Linked DNA regions of Pan troglodytes: regions 2 and 3 are each linked to region 1. Evidence: chromatin contacts called from public Hi-C data. All regions are on one chromosome and are shown on one strand. Each heading gives the region's core, a stretch centred on a gene start, on an enhancer-like site or on the middle of the called end of the contact. The rest is flanking DNA. Distances are from core to core; before and after follow the strand shown.

What was found. Hi-C and Micro-C count contacts between places; a contact is called where the count stands out from the background.
Region 2: a Hi-C map of stem cell-derived neural progenitor cells shows a contact between it and region 1, with 4 times the contacts expected there. The contact joins two enhancer-like sites. A contact is called at or near these places in 2 of 7 Hi-C or Micro-C datasets (induced pluripotent stem cells and stem cell-derived neural progenitor cells).
Region 3: a Hi-C map of stem cell-derived neural progenitor cells shows a contact between it and region 1, with 16 times the contacts expected there. The contact joins two enhancer-like sites. A contact is called at or near these places in 4 of 7 Hi-C or Micro-C datasets (blood, induced pluripotent stem cells and stem cell-derived neural progenitor cells) and 1 of 1 other capture datasets (stem cell-derived neural stem cells).

The regions. Positions count from the first base shown.
Region 1 is chr15:65,922,618-65,926,172 of NHGRI_mPanTro3-v2.0_pri, reverse strand. All of the region lies in intron 7 of RAD51B (RAD51 paralog B), which reads right to left. Among named protein-coding and RNA genes, the nearest start is that of RAD51B, 120 kb to the right of the region's middle. Within about 2 kb of position 1,697, at least 8 of the 24 cell types and tissues checked have an H3K27ac peak or open chromatin away from gene starts, as enhancers often do. A contact at or near this core is called in stem cell-derived neural progenitor cells and stem cell-derived neural stem cells, where this site is marked.
Region 2 is chr15:66,346,322-66,349,876 of NHGRI_mPanTro3-v2.0_pri, reverse strand. All of the region lies in intron 8 of RAD51B (RAD51 paralog B), which reads right to left. Among named protein-coding and RNA genes, the nearest start is that of ZFP36L1, 430 kb to the left of the region's middle. Within about 2 kb of position 1,751, at least 18 of the 24 cell types and tissues checked have an H3K27ac peak or open chromatin away from gene starts, as enhancers often do. A contact at or near this core is called in stem cell-derived neural progenitor cells, where this site is marked.
Region 3 is chr15:66,227,298-66,230,852 of NHGRI_mPanTro3-v2.0_pri, reverse strand. All of the region lies in intron 7 of RAD51B (RAD51 paralog B), which reads right to left. Among named protein-coding and RNA genes, the nearest start is that of RAD51B, 430 kb to the right of the region's middle. Within about 2 kb of position 1,597, at least 7 of the 24 cell types and tissues checked have an H3K27ac peak or open chromatin away from gene starts, as enhancers often do. A contact at or near this core is called in stem cell-derived neural progenitor cells and stem cell-derived neural stem cells, where this site is marked.

The DNA of each region.
Region 1 (3,555 bases), core at 448-2,947:
TCCCTAAGTGTATATTTAGGGAGCATAAAGAAAAAATTTTAAAAAGATCACTTATAAACATGGTTTGTCTCCAATATAATAAAATGTGTATTAGTACAAGCCCTGTAACTTACATATCTAAATAAGTGATGTTTGTGAAATCTATCAACCAAGAACTTAATCTAACACTATTAGTACACAAACATTTTTGCAATTTCTCATTGGTAATGTCCTTTAGAATCACTTTTGAAAGCAATAAAAGAAAATAAGTTTTACTACTTTATATTTCATTTAATATATTTAATATATTTAAATCTATTACTTAGTTTGACCACCCGTCTTATTTATCACACTTGGCTTTAAGTGACAGTTGACTGTTTCAAAATTCAAAACAGCCTGCAAAATAAAGACCTGCCACCACAGAAAACTGACAAAAGAACATACCAAGAAAGGAGCATGCATAAAATGGGTATATAATCTTCTATGACCATTTCGAGAGAAACAACACCTATTTAGATATACTACTGCTGACATTTAAAAACAAATTCAGACATCATATTTTTAAGTCACTGAACTTTATAATTGCAACTATTCCCATAATAGTTTTCATTTGCTATACATATAAATGTTCTTTGTCTTAAGTCTTCCTTTCATGAAACTATAGACTCCGTAATCTTCCTTTTGGAAGATTTGGCAGGCTTTGTAACTTCAACGTATTGACGTTACTCCTGCTACTTCACGTAAACCTTCACTTTAAGTTCAGTGTGTCTGCCACCATATTTCTCAATTCTTCTACTATTCCAAATACTCTGAAGAAGCTTCCCAGAAATCCTTGTTTGGATCAGCAAAAACAATTTGGTGTCATCAGCAGATTTCACCATTTCCTTCTGGAGTCATTAAAACACTAAACAAGCATGATCTTGGTATCAATCCTTAGGGTTCCTATCATTAACGTCTCTCTAGCTGAAGTCAAGCTATTCTCTGCTACATTGTGATTTCCATAATAGGACTAGGATATGTTTATTTGCTAGAAGTTTAAACATTGATGGATTTTTTTAATGAAAGTTGCAAAATGCATTACGAAAGTAAAGAGGAAAAAATCTCAAAAGGAAAGGTCAGAGAAATCAGCAAAGAGAAGCAGCTCCTAGTTAGTTGTCTCATCCAAGCACACTGCCTCATATTTAACTGATTCTTAAACCTCTACAGGATTTTAACCTTTCCCCTCCAATTACTTATTTCTGTTATAATTATATGAGAGACTTTATTAAACACATTTGAAAATTCTCTATGAATTATAACCAGCAGGTCCAACTACTTTATTAGCTTTTCCTCTCTTTACTACATTTAAAGAGAGAAAAGCAAACAGTCCTTACCCAGAAAGTAAAAAAGCAAACAGTTTTCTACCCAAACTGGTCTGTACTCTGAACAAGAGAAATCACTCTTTCTTTTATTCAAGTGCAAATCTGTTTGAAGCTTTCATTCTGCTTTCCCAGCCTGCTCTCTGCAGCTGCATAAAAGATGAGACATGGGAATGAAAGAAAACTAGGCTGGGGCCAAAAAGCAATACTGTCCATATGCAAACTCGCTCAAAGAGCAGGAGTTTCTGTACATCCTTTCCCACTTTTTCCACTTTAGCAGACCCCTAGCCAAAAGGAGGAGGTACTGTGCTATATCTCTATGTCCAATCCTGTTTAAAACAACTTCTCATGTGAAATCAGGGGAAGGATAAGGTTACTAAACCCCCAGTCCTGACACAGAGCCCGAGGCATTCTCAGAGTCAACTTTAGCTCTAAGCTGGCTGTAATTAGGCAAGTTTAAGAGAGAAATAGGGACAGTCTCACAGGTCTCTTAGAATGCTTGTGGCAGAGGCATAGCAACAGTGAGCAGAATTCACTTTACCTATTTTACCCCATGCAAAATTAGAGCAAAATCCTCCCCCTAAGCCAAAAAGCAAAATCTTCCCCCTATGCCAAATCTGCAATAGACTTTCAGAATGTCTGGAAACCCATTAGTCTACATGCAAGGGTGTCAGGTAACCTTATAATCCCAGCATTCTCCTCAGGCCAGCAGTGAACCACACACAATTGAAAAAGTTCACCACCTCAAAAACAAACTCTGCTGGGATCAGAAGGGTATTCTCAAGGGTTTTGACTCAGATGTCATTATAACTCCGTGTTATTTTTAATGCTGTTTTTTTGGATTTTGCCTCACACAGAATTCCCAAGTTACAGAAGGACCATGAACAATGTCCAGATGTATAAAATGCAAAAATACTTCCCTCCTACTTGTGGATTCCAAGATAAACACCACAAGAAGCACATGTGACTAAACTAAGAGCTCATTCCAAATTAAATACTGCATCATGTGCACAGTTTAGGGCTTAAAAAACAAACCCCACAAATATTCTGCACGGTTCATAAGCCAGGCCTGGGCAAGCACATGACCACGTTGTAAGAAGGAATCATGAATTGGAGAGTAGAGGTAAAGGGTGAAAAAAGTCTGAGTCAAAACCTTTCCCAGAAAATTGGTGCTTTCAGCGAACATTTGTATAATATGGGACACAGATGAAAGAAGAAATTGTATTTTTCTGTGTTTTTTTTTTTCCTACTGATACTATCATTTCTAAAACTGCCCAACAAATTGGGAAACTCTGCAAAGATTTCAAAATCCCCAGCCTAAGCCAAGCACAAACATCATTAAATACAGATACAAACACACACACTGAGGTAATCAGAACTTATATCTCTGACTGACCAGTCCAGACAGAATCCTTTGACATAATAAGCTGAGTTCTGGACAGAGTACATGGAACCTTATGGGACACAAACAGGAGAGTCAGGCAATGTGAAAAGACTTCTACACTATTGTTATTGTGTTTCCAAAAAAAGTAAAAAATAGATGGATAAAGTGGAAAGACAACAGAGAGATAGTTTGGCTAGCTGGGTGAGTTCAGTTTTTCTCCCACAACTTAACCTAAGCAAAAGCTTTTAAGAAATTCAGACTGGGAAGGCTGGGTGCGGTGGCTCACGCCTGTAATCCCAACACTTTTGGGAGGCCAAGGCAGGTGGTGGATCACCTGAGGTCAGGAGTTCGAGACCAACCTGACCAACATGGCGAAACCCCATCTCTACTAAAAATACAAAAATTAGCCAGGTGCAGTGGCAGGCACCTGTGATCCCAGCTACTTGGGAGGCTGAGACATGAGAATAGCTTGAACCTGGGAGGCAGAGGTTGCAGTGAGCCGAGATCATGCCATTGCACTCCAGCCTGGGCAACAGAGTGAGATTCCATCTCAAAAAAAAAAAAAAAAAAAAAAAAAAAAAAAAAAATATATATATATGCATCTATCAAATGTTACAGTTTTATATATATACTTTTTATTTTATATATATATATAATGTATGTTATGAGGCATAATTACAGAATATATACCTAATGAACCCAGCACCTAATTTATGAATTAAAATATTTCCAATCTGCTATGGACTAAATGTTTGTGTCCTCCCAAAATTAATGTATTAAAACCCTAATCCCCAATGTAATGGTATTTAGACCTAGGGCCTTTAGGGAGGTAAT
Region 2 (3,555 bases), core at 502-3,001, 420 kb before region 1:
GAGAAAGAACTTGTAGATCACACTGGTAAGTTAATAATCTGAAACTACAAGATCTAGGTTTTAATCTCAAGCTTTGAAATTAATTCCTCATGTGGTTTTGGAAAAGACTTTAATCTGCCTCATCTCAGTTTCTCCAGATGAAATATCTAGATTGTATGATACACCATGATTCATCAAATAGGAAGCCTTTACAGATAATAATGTGTACGCATGTAAGCTCTGAGGTGGGACTGCCTTCAGCAGCTTGAAGACTTTAAAACACAGGACAGAGCAGTAAGACAAACAGGACAGTTTTTTGTCTTCCAGTGGTGTTACCAGGGTGTGGGTAGAGATCACTTCACATCTTTCCTCACCGGACAGCCGAATCAGACACAGAACCTGCCTCCTCTTTATTCTACTTACAGGCCTTTTTCTTTCTGCACATGCCCCTGAAGCTCTGGCATTAAAGCTGATGATCTATTCCGAGGTGGCCCATAAAGTACGTCTCCCTCAGCCTCCACTGTCACTTTGTTGTGAATCCCAGCCCTAGCCACCCAGTGCCCTGTGCTTTCCTCAGACCCAGGATAGGATGAGAAATGTGTAGGAGCACTACATTCCTGCCACGCTAACCTTCACTCCCTCACCAAAGCTAAGGGCAGTCAGAAGCCAGCACCCAGACATGGGCGTCTCTCTGCCCCTAACACCTGCCAATTCCTGCCCTAAAACTATTGAAAGAATGCTGAGGTCCAGGGAGCTTGAGCGGGAAAAGGGTAACTGGCAGAAGGGAAAACACAATCCTGGTCTCAAAGCAGCAATAAAAATAAAATTAAACCCTCACACACACACATAAGATTCTTTATGTCTTCAATTGAAGTTGCCAGAGTACTTCACACTGGAACTACGTGCAAGAGGATTTTCTGAAAAAACAAACCACACACACAACAGACCTTACTGCTCCCTTGAAGGGGCTTATTTAAGGCAAAACAAGGCCTCCCATCATTCCTGTGAGAGATCATTGTCCCCCTTGTTGCCACAGCGCCCTGTGAGGCTGTGGGAAACAAATGACCTCAGAGGCACTGCAGTATGTGTCACTGCAAAAGAAAAGAGAGTGGAAGGGGCTGGGGGAGGGGGCTGCTGGCGAGCGGAGCCCTCCACCGCGCGCGGCGGTCCTCCAATGATATCCCTCCAGGCACAGCGGGAAGGAGGCTTGCCGGCCCCAGGAGTCTCCCTCCAGCCTGTAACGGGATTAGGCTCCCGCTCCCTAGAAGCAAAGCGTCTTTCTAGATATCCTGCTGCTCGCCCTGGTCAATCTGTCCTCTAAATTGGCCCTCCCCACAAAGTGCCCGCTGACTGCTAGTGTCTCCCTCTGTTTCACGGGTGTCTTGAGTGGAGACAGGGCTCCCCTGAGGCCCGCGATGAGGAGTGGGCGCAGAGGGAGGGAGGGAGAAGAGGGTAGTCAGGGATCAGAGGGGTGGCTGGGGAAGGGGACACACACACTGGGGCAATCGGAGAGCAGGGAGGATGGAGGCGGAAGGAGAGAGGGTTAGGATGAGCGGATTGGGAAGGAATATGGCGAAGCAAAGCTGAGCTCAGCAGCAGACACTTCCTTCGCCACACACTCCCCGCACTGGAGAAGGAAGCCCGTGGAGGCCTCGCTCTCACTGGGGCGCGTGTGGGCAAACAAGCCTGCAGTCCAGCCAGAAGCGGCCTTCCCACCACACAACTTCCTCCTGTGGACGCTAACACTGACCGATGTGGCCCCTTCTCTGCAATCTCTGTGCAATGGAGCGGCTGATACGACTTCCAGCCTACACGGGAGCACACAGAAGCACAGTGGTTGAGGGTAGACTCTGAGTCTCACTAAGTGGGCAATTCCACCTTCACTGCACCCACACACGCGTGCGCACACACACTCCCACTCCCCGCCGGGAGAAAGACTGTGTTGCAGCATCGCATGTATGCATTTTACCTTCACAGATGATACGGGCCCAACCCTCCTCCTTGAGCCACAGAGCTATGTTAACCACAAGGTGGCAAACAAAAACGGGGAAGGAGGACAGAGAGTGGGCGCCGCCGCAGGAGAGCCCTGCACACTCCAATGAGGAGGCCCCTGCACACTCCAATGAGGAGGCCCCCTTCACTCAGAGCCTGCACACCTGGAGATGAGCCTGTCTCCATACTGGGGGACATTAAGAATACACAAAAACACTGAAAATAAAACATGATATATTAACAGATATATCATACAGTTTATCTGTAAAATTCCTTTTATATATGCATATATTTTCTATGGAAATGGGTATGCATCACTTTATTGTTTAATCACCTATGTTAATTAACCAAACCATTACTTTATGCACAGTACAAATTTCTGAAAATACCAGAGTTTCAAAATTCTGTTTATCGATAGAATTTGTTTTGGCTTCTATAAAACAAGGAGACATGGTACTTTGCAGTCTCAGGGGTAAGCAAAGTGGTATGAAAAACTATCTTGTACCCAAAATCTTTCCTCATGAAAGTCTCAACTGTGGCAATGTAGGTTTTTTTGCACCAAGTTTGCAATTGGGAAGTACTGCGATTTGAAAGTAGCTGGGTTCAGTGCACAAAGGCTCCGCCTATTTTCAGTTGTTTACCAGGAACACAAATGTCTCTAGGTTGCCCTCTCTCCTCCCAGTGGTGCCCAGGACTGTGCAAGAACCCCAGAGGCATTTGCCTTTCACAAACACACTCATTCAAACTAGAGATAAAAGTGAGAAGGAGCTAACAACATTTCTGTTCTGTTTCTTTCTTTTTTTTTTTTTTTTTGAGACAGAATCTCACTCTGTCACCCAGGCTGGAGTGCAGCGGCGCAATCTCAGCTCACTGCAACCTCCGCCTCCTGGGTTCAAGCAATTCTCTTGCCTCATCCTCCTGAGTAGCTGGGACTACAGGCGCCCACCACCATGCCCGGCTAATTTTTTGTATTTTTAGTAGAGACGGGGTTTCACCCTGTTAGCCAGGATGGTCTCGATCTCCTGATCTCGTGATCCGCCCACCTTGGCCTCCCAAAGTGTTGGGATTACAGGCGTGAGCCACCGCGCCCGGCCTCTGTTATGTTTCTTTCAGGTCTGGTGCTTACTCTTTTTCAGAGCAGTGATGGTTATGAAAGAACGTAGGTTCTAGAACCAGAAACTTGATCCCAAGCTCCCCAACTTCACCTCTCTGTCCTCACCTTCTTATCTGTAAAATGGGGCTAACACTTACATCATCAGATTGCTATGAAAATTAGTTAATAATGAATTAATATATGAAAAATCCTTACAAAAATGCCTTGGTGCATAGTAATAAATATTAGTTGCTGTAATAATTAACATATTTTTCTTGGCTTACTCTCTTTTAGGAATTTTAGTACCCCAGTCAAGGATTAACAAAAATAATGACAAGAGCTAACATTTATATTTTTTTGAGAGCTCACCATGTGTTAGGCACTAGAGGTCCTTTATATGTATTATATGTATTTAATTCTCACAACAATCCCATGAGGGAAGTTTGTAGGTATCTTCTTATAACCTTTAATAGATGCACTGCATTAGTTTG
Region 3 (3,555 bases), core at 348-2,847, 300 kb before region 1:
CTCCATCTCCCTGGTTTGTACAAACCCTGGCATATTTTGGCCTGGAAGATTTAGCCCTTTTCTTTCCCCTGTCTACTGGAACTTCTATCCTTTTTTATCAAAAAGATTTTTTTTTTCAAGGCTTTCCAATAATCTGCTGGAGGCCACAGAGACAGATCTAATCACGGTTCTCATCAATCTTTCTCCCACGGCCAAACAGAGCCAGGAGGCTACATGGAATGGTGCTGAATTCTTTTTTCTCCCTCAAGACGTACTTCTGTCCAGGGAGTTAGGGCCCACTGTGTGTTCCTGGGAGCTAACATTTCCTGGGGAATGTTTAGGGATTTCACATTTACCCTAAACAAAATAACATATAAAACTTTAAGTCTAAATTCCACAGAGCTTTTTAAAAGGAGGGGCCTTGTCTCTCCTTGGCTTACAGCAGCCCTGAAGGCTTGTTGTATCTCATTCATTTTGGCCATTTTCCAGAGCAGCTGACAAACTGAAAATAAGCACACTGCTGTCTCCCCTCCTTCACTCCCCGCACTACCTTCCCCGGCTCCTGACAACCACCACTCCTCACACCCACAGATCCATGAGGGTCAGGCCCATTCTCAGAATAATGTGGAGGTGAACACTACCTCCACCTCATTGCTCCGACTTTAATACCAATCTTGAACAGTCTTGGTTTGGGATTTCAAATGTAAGTCATTCTTGGCCTAAATCAGATTGTGGGATTAGAGCCCTATTCAACTTGTGAGAGCAGGAATTCGCCTTTTAGGGATATGCGTCTAAAGTCATAAATCGCCTTGGAGACATGCCCACCTCCACTTTTAAACTGCCTCTGAGTCTCTGTCCTTTTAGATAAGCAACAGGAAAAGAGATATAAGGTAACTTATGTTGCATGATTTGAACCAAATATTTGAGGCAGGCCTCTCTGTTCTTGGGAAGCTCTGGTGGAAAGCTGACTTGAAAAGAGGATGTAACAAAGCATCACACACTAGCAGATCATACCAATATCATACAAATCTAAGTGATGGGTTTCCAGTAGGAACCCAGGGCCCCGACATAAGGCACCACTTCCATGTGTTACTAATACATCACGAATCTGATCAACCATAGTTGCAAGTCTATTTGACTCAGAATTTAGCAGCAGCTGCAGTTCCCTAAATTAGTGAGGGGGAGATAGGCATTCAGCTTATAAAGTTTTCCAATAAGAGCCACTATCTTTGAAGTACTAAATTTATACCCACCCCAATTTGTTAGATCCCACCCTGGCTGGGCCTCCTCTAGATCACAATATAAACTCCTAGGACGAGGACAGGGTAGGTCTGGAGGAGATGGAGGAGACAATGAGGACATAGATTATGGTTTTGCCTAGATGTTTTCACCTTGGTATCAATCGACACATCTGAGCTAGTTAGTGTTACGGCATTCTTTAACCCTCCTTCCAAAAGAAACATCATGGGGCTTTTCTACCACGCCATTCATCTACCCAAATGTTAGGACATTGTTTTCTTTATAAAGTGTATGATTAATTGCCAAGACAACACCTGTGCCTTGCCATTTTTGTTATGGGAAAGTCTAGGAAATCCATGTACAAGACTACCCAGAGATTACCCACCCAGTGGCTTGGAATGCAGTGTGACCAAAGGCATTTCCAGAGAGCTCACAGGACACAATGGCCATGCATGGGTGGATTTGCTGGATGGATCAGACAAACCAACCACAACTTTTCCATCTTTTGTTTCGATTCCTTCCAGTAGATTGGCCTTGTTACCAATACTGATGCCAAGACTACCAATTGCTTGCAACAAAGAATTGTTGTTAACCCCTACCCACTGTTTCATTCACTCTAATTATTCTCTAACAATACAATGGCTTCAAAAAGCCTCCAACTGTCCAGCAGACACTATGGGCCAGAGGAATCACTGAACACAAGCAGCCTATCAATAGAAGACAATACTGAAGCAGCTTCTGTCTGGGTGTTTGCTCCATCTTCTCTGAAACAATGGGAGAGAGAGCTCAGGAGAATAAAAAGGAAGTCCTGCCCTACAGATCTTTTGTTTGTCTGCCAATGTTTTATCTGTTCCAAGTTCTTGGGCGTATTCTTTACCACTCCCAAATACAGGAAAAAGCCTCGATTTCCTAGGAAATGCAGCTTCTATGTTTTTGATGAATTCTTATTGTACCCAAATCAGACTTCAGTGAGGATTCCGGTTAAGATTTTTTTTTTCACTCCTAAGGTCAAATATATCTTATATAGTAGGTAGGCCATTGGACTAATTCACAGCAACAATAACAATACAAACAGATCTTTCTATAACATTTTAGATGACAGCATAGAGCCCACCAGCATATCAGTGGTTGTTTTTGTTTTTTTTAACAGATAACACTGGTTGATAGAATCACTGAATAAAAAAGTAATACACTGGAAGCAGGTCATCACGAAAAGACATCAGTTTAACAAAATTGAAACTGATACAATAATCTTGGAGGTTTCCAAACAGAGGGAATATAAAGTCAACAGAAAATTAAATGAGAGGAAGCCTCTGTTCATTACAAATCAACATATAATTAGATTGGGATGCACCCATAATGATGAAATACCAGCAGAAATGAAAGGTCAGTTGTTTCCAGTAGGGCAACACTGCCAGAACCATGTTTAAAGGAAACAGACCAACACGGTAACCCAGAATCTCAAAGATATCCCAGGATAAAGGGGATTCATTATAGTCTATTTGAGTCATCAAGTAGTGTGAATTCATATGTAAAGGGAACATGGGGCCTGGAATGTGTACAGTGTGTCAATTACTACCAAGCAATTAAAGCAATAAAAACCAAGGCTCCAAACCATACCCACAGCAGAGCTATAAATAAGTGAACAAAAGGAAACTAAATTCCCTAAGGAAGGAAAAGCCTGGATCAAAAAAATCAGCAAGGTCTAGGTCTCAGAAAATATAAAATAACATCAACCATGACAATTTAATAGCGATGTTACTCAATAATTCTTAGAAGCTGGATGACTTAACCAAAAAGATAAACTATTAGAAATATTAACATGCAGAAAGTTGTTTCTGCCTAAAAGTGTGCATAATATAAAAAAGTTTACAATAGGGAAAAATATGAATAATGCTTTATTTTTTAACCTTCGCAAGTTTAAAAAATTTAATAATCTTGAAAATATTTCCCTAGCTAGAAAAAAGAGAAATATCATTAATTATCATATGTGAATCAAAGCAATGAGCAATCTGAAGGCAACGGGTATTGATTTCCTTTAAAATTTCTGTTTTAAATAGTCCCAGGTTTTAGATGTAAATTAATTCCGGAGAGTACATCTTAATAACAGTAATAAATAATATATGATGCACACACTACTTATAGTATTATTAGTAGTATAGTATACATTAAAATGTGGTGCCAAGAGCCTCCTTCAAGGAAGCACTTGCTGTCCTCCTATGGGGAGTATGATCAGCAGACAGCCTCTAGCATCAGCTCCTTTAGGGTGAGCTTAAGCTTTCTAGGGCCTCCATGCCCAAGATCATGTCCAGGAGTAGATCATATCCCATAATTAAG